Regions from separate parts of the Urocitellus parryii genome. Here region 1 is linked to region 2. Evidence: chromatin contacts called from public Hi-C data. All regions are on one chromosome and are shown on one strand. The core of a region is the stretch at or near the end of the contact, and the rest is flanking DNA. Distances in the headings are between cores, read along the strand shown. Region 1 holds the start of Snu13 (small nuclear ribonucleoprotein 13). Region 2 holds the start of Cenpm (centromere protein M).

Region 1 (2,700 bases), core at 55-2,554, 210 kb after region 2:
TTCTCAACTCCTACATTTCCAAAGGAATTAACTGGAATTAGTCCCAATTAGTCTAGTTTTGACTAATGATCCCAAGACCTGTGGAGGCAGGTTGGAGAGAGATGAGTATGGACATAAACATCAAGGAGGACCTGCCTGTATTAATAGAGATCTAGATCACCACGGAGCACAGAGCAAGATGCTAACCAGAAGGAAAGTCCAAGTCAGGTCAGCAAATAACTACAAAGAACCTGACAGTAATGCAACCCTTACCCACCAACCCCAAACTTGCTTTTCTTCCTGATTCTAACTCCATTCCTCACCATAAACTTTCACAAGGGATATCTGACGATGAAGATAACATTTAGGATTACCTATAATTATCTTCCCTCGCCAGTGTGGAGTAGTGGGAAGGATGCTTTTAAAAGAATAGGCATGGAGCTGGGGTTGTGGCTCAGTGGTAAAGCGCTTGCCTTGCAAATTTGGGGCCCTGGGTTCCATCAGCAGCATCACATAAAAATAAATAAAAACAAAATAAAGACATTGTGTCCATCTATAACTAAAAAAAAATTAAATTAAAAAAATAGGAACTCAATAAAAAAAAAAGTAGTACTGGTGGGGCTGGGGTTGTGGGCACTGGATCCGTTCCCTGGCACCACATAAAAATAAGCAAATAAAATAAAGGTGTGTCCATCTTTCAACTAAAAAAAATATTTTTTAAAAAATGTACTGGCAAGGTGGGCATGGTGGCAGCTTCCAGTGCCACAGACATGCTTTGACCTCGCCTATAATCCCAGCGACCCAGAAGGCTGAAGCAGGAGGCAAGTTCGAGGCCAGCCTGGGCAACTCAACGAGTCCCTAAGCCACTTAGTGAGACCTTGTCTCAAAATAAAATAAAAAAATAAAATAAAATAGATGCTGTGGTTGTAACTCGGTGGTGGAGCGCTTGCCTAGAATGCGTGAGGCACTGGATTCGATCCTCAGCACCACATAAAAACCAGTAAATAAAATAAAGGTATTGTATCCATCCACAATTAAAAATATATCGTTTTTAAATTTTTTTTTAAATAAATGAAGTGCACTGGGTTCAATGCCCAGCACCAAAAAAGTAAAATGAACTGGCGATAGGATGATGACATCACTGAAACCCTTCGTCTCGCGCGCTACTTTCTGAATATCTGATTGAGTTTCTATCAACATTTATAGTAGACGGCTAATAAAGACAGCAAAACATAACCCCTCTCCAGACCCACGTGGTTTTCACCAAGGCGCCTTTTAGCGGCGAGGTCCGCCGGTCGTGGTGACATCACTTCCGCTTCCTGCCGCACGCGCGGCCATTTCCGCTCCTCCGTCCGTTCGGCTTTCCGACTCCGCCGACTTCGGCTGCTGTTGGAGAGCGGCGAGCCAACGGGACCGCAGCCATGGTGAGTGCGTGAGCCGGGCCTCGGGACCCGGAAGCGGGGTGCGCGGGCTTCGCGGGCTTCGGGTCGCTCGCCGCCCTGTGGGGGCTTAGGACAAGCGCGGTCTCAGCCGCCAGTCGCCGGCTGCCCGGCCCGGAGTTGGAGCGCTGGCCGCCGCGGGGGTCCCAACAGTCGGCCCCAGGTCCCAACTCGGGAAACCGCAGGAGCCCGGCCATTGCATTAGTCTTTGTGCGTGGCCGAAGGCCTGCGGTGAGCAGAGGAGAGGGCCTGACCCTACCTGGGGGAGAGATCAGCCCACGTGGGCGATATGGTGGAAAATTGATGATTCTTTCGTTTCTCTTACTTTTTGTTTATTTACCCTTGCGAGGGTAATTCGGATCAGCCTCTCCTGTCCCACCCTGTTCCTGGTATTCAGGACGGGGAGCTCTCCGTGGGTCTGCACCTAGTGGCGATTCAGCACGTGCCAGGGAGCGTTTGCTGGCCTTGGGGAATGTGGAGTGGTCTGGAGCACAGGAATAGCTCTTCTTGCGAAACCGTGATCTCAGAAATCCAAGGTGGTGCTTAGTAGCACTGCATGCGGCAGTTAGCATTTGTCTCCAACTTGTAGTCATCTACCGAAAGTTCCAATTATTGTGTCATGATGGAGTTACTTTGGGTTGGCTCTTGGTAAGAAGGGAAGACTTTTGCAAAGAACTTATATTTTATAGTGAGGTTTTAATCCTACCAAGTTTGGACCCCTTTGGAATTACCTTTTGATTTTTGCTCCCACCCTGCGCTATATAAAGACAGTATATGGCAGAGTCTAGAACTTGAAGCTTCTAAACCAGTACCCCTTTTAACAACGTTCAGTGAAAAGTTTTGGAAGCTCCTGGTTTCAGGTTGAACTTTGTTGTATTTTCTCTTGGCCATAAAATGAGCATAACAGTGCATGAGTGTAGCGATGGGCAAAAGATGCAACTTATGCAGTCCAGGGGGAGCAATATAGAATGTCCATGTGCTTCTGCCCTTTCCAATGCTTAAGTCACTCAATACAATTTCATTCTATAGGTTCTTAATCAAGAAAAACAACAATTCTTAATGCTAAGCACTCCAATAGACATAATCAACTCGCAGCAAACAACTCTAGATTAATTAATTCACAGCAAACAAGATTAATTAATTCTAAGCACTGCAAACACAGTCATGACAGGCTAATGACAGACATTGCCTCTGCATGCTAAGTTCAAGTGTCAGGTCAAAAGTCTCAAGCCTTAGGCTTTAAGTAAAGCAGGTACACAGTCACTCAGACCTTGGTGATCAG
Region 2 (2,700 bases), core at 128-2,627:
AGAAATATAAATAAAATAAGGCTGAGAGGCAAACCATGTGACTACTGGGGAGAAGGGCATTTCAGCCAAAAGGAACAGCAGAGACAATAGTCCTGAGGTAGGAGGTGACCTGGAATGTTTGAGGAACGGCATAGTGACTGGTGTGGTTGGGAAGACGTGTTGGAAGGAAAAGAGCAGAAGATGAGATCAGGGAGATTGTCAGGGACCAGAACACAATGGGCCTGGGAGGTCATTTCAGGAGTTGGCAGCACCAAGTGAGATGCCTACCATTGGGGCAAGGTTTGATCAGTGATCTGTCCATTTTAAAAGGGTGACTGCAGCTTGGAGAACAGATGGCAGCCCTGGGGATCTGAGTGAAAGCAGAATGCCTGTGAGAACGTGTTACAACAGTCCCAGCACAGACGACGGATGAGTGACTCCGTGCTGGTCATGGCAGAAGAAGTATTGAGAAGTGGTCAATTTCAGATATATTTTAAGATTAGAATCAAAAAAATTGTTTTCGGATTGAACAAGGGGAGTGAAGAAGAGTCAAGAGTGACCCCTAGCTTTAGTTCTGAGCAACCACAGGAACGGAGTCAGCTGAGATGGAAAAGGCATAGGAGGAGCAGGTCTGGAAGGAGTCAAGAGTGCCTTCAACAAGCACGAATGAACAAAAGTGAACAAAAGGCCTGTCCAGAGCCTTAGATACCTGGGACCAAAGAGGGACCCTTAGAAAAGAAGGTAGCGCGCCAGTAACCCCAGCGGATGGCGAGTTCAAAGCCAGCCTCAGCAAAAGCGAGATGCTAAGCGACTCAGTGAGACCCTGTCATTAAATAAAATACAAAATAGGGCTGGGGATGTGGCTCAGTGGTCGAGTGCCCCTAAATTCAATCCTAGGTACCAAAAAAAAAAAAAAAAAAAAAGGAGGTAGTGGTTCCTTTAAGAATGCCCCGCCCCTCCCCGCGAAGCCCCGCCCAGAGAGGACCACGTGTTTCCCCGCCACGAATTAACGGAGAATCTCAGCACGTTTTGAAAGTTCCGCGCGCAAAGCGAAAAGGGCATTTCGGCTGCGATCGAGATGTCGGTGTTAAGGCCTCTGGACAAGCTGCCCGGCCTAAACATGGCCACCGTCTTGGTAGGTGTCGGCGAGGGGGACTCGCCCACCCGTTTCCCTACTGGGCCTTCCTCCCGTGACTGCCGGGAGCCCCCTGGCTTCTGCGCTCTCTGATCCGGGCGCGCGGTATTCCTCGCTGTAGGCGGGAAAGCAGTGCTCTGAGCCAATCGGAGTAGCCGCTCTCCGAGACTGAGGGACACCTGGACCAATCGATGCGCGGCGTAGTCTTTCCCAGCTTATGATTGGTGGGGCGGGTGGGCGGGTACCCGGACGCCGGGTAGAGCCCCTTGCTGGTTCTTGCTTTCACTCAACCTAGGCTCTGGCCTCAGGTAGAGGTCCGGCGGTCGGAGGGACTGTGGGAGTGGGCAGTAGGTGCGGTGCCCACAGACCTGGAGCTGGCCTAAATTTCAGACCCCTTGCAGGGACCCATCTCTTAGGAAATGGTCCCCTCCGAGCTACCTTCGGGCTGTGGCCTGATCCCCCAGGGAGGGGTTCACCGAGCCGGGTTCAGCGGAGGAATTGTCCTGCCCAGGTCTCACCCCGATTGCTTTCTCTCCCTGGGCAGCTGGTGGGCTCGGAGGATGCTCTCCTGCAACAGCTGGCGGACTCGATGCTCAAAGAGGACTGCGCGTCTGAGCTAAGGGTGTAAGTAGCTGAGGCTCTGCGGAAGCTCTGGCTGGGAAAGAGGGAGAGGAAAGGGAGCCTCGGAGGGGGCTCCCAGCCGCCTGTAGTCCTCATTGAGCCTGCCTTCCTCCCGAAGCTGGCTCCTCACGTCTTTACCTCGCTTGTTCACACCTTGCACAGGACCCACTTGAGCACCCCGTCCATCACTCTCTGTCGCAACACTTGTTGCTTTGCTCTTAGTACCTGTCAACATAAAGGATCTCCTGGCCACCTGTTGGTTCACTTGTCTGCCACCCCCATGGACCTTGAGCAGCAACTTGCACGGAGTAGATGCTCAATTAATAATTGCTGAATTAATCGGGTTAATTCAAGTTTCAAGAAAGATTTCCAGGGCGCGGTTGTGCACACCTGTAATCCCAGCCAATCTGGAGGCTGAAGCGGGAGAATCCAAAGCTAAACACCAGTCTGAGCAACTTAGAACCTGTCTCAAATTTTAAAATTTTTTAATAAAGGGAAGAAGATGTAGTTCAGTGGATTCAATCCCTAGGAGGGAGGGAGGGAGGGAGGAAGGAAGGAAGAAAATTTTGAAGGGTAGGGAATGCTACAAATTATGAGGGTAGTGAAATAGAAGGTAAGAAGCTGAACCATAAAATTATCTTCTCCAAAAAAACCTAATGAAATGAATTGAAAATTAGCAAAAATGAGCAAACTTAACAGGCTGAAAATTGTCATGTTTTGTCTGCTAACCCTGCTACTCCCACAACAAAATTATCAAAATTCTTTAGTACCCCAAGTTTGGAGAAAAGGTTACTAAAGAAATTCATTTTTGTTTCCTTTTTCTAACTGGAAGGAAGCAGAAACAGCTGCTGTTTACATCAAGTGACTGAAAATGTGTGTCATTCTCCCTGATAGAAAGATAAGGCCCAGTGATCTGTGTTGAAGGAAAATGGTTCAGATCCAGAAGGTAATTCCTCAGTGGGAAC

Evidence for each region. A called contact is a pair of places that touch in the nucleus more often than the background predicts.
Region 1: a contact with region 2 is called in a Hi-C map of muscle, with 5 times the contacts expected there. The contact joins the promoter of Snu13 here to the promoter of Cenpm in region 2. A contact is called at or near these places in 2 of 2 Hi-C or Micro-C datasets (liver and muscle).

What each region holds. Positions count from the first base shown.
Region 1 is chr5:7,312,023-7,314,722 of mUroPar1.hap1, forward strand. It overlaps Snu13 (small nuclear ribonucleoprotein 13), which reads left to right and starts at 1,305. Exons shown (of 4, transcript XM_026405936.2): 1 at 1,305-1,403. The coding sequence starts at 1,401.
Region 2 is chr5:7,100,254-7,102,953 of mUroPar1.hap1, forward strand. Cenpm (centromere protein M) reads left to right here and starts at 1,378. Exons shown (of 6, transcript XM_026405957.2): 1 at 1,378-1,422; 2 at 1,659-1,738. The coding sequence starts at 1,704.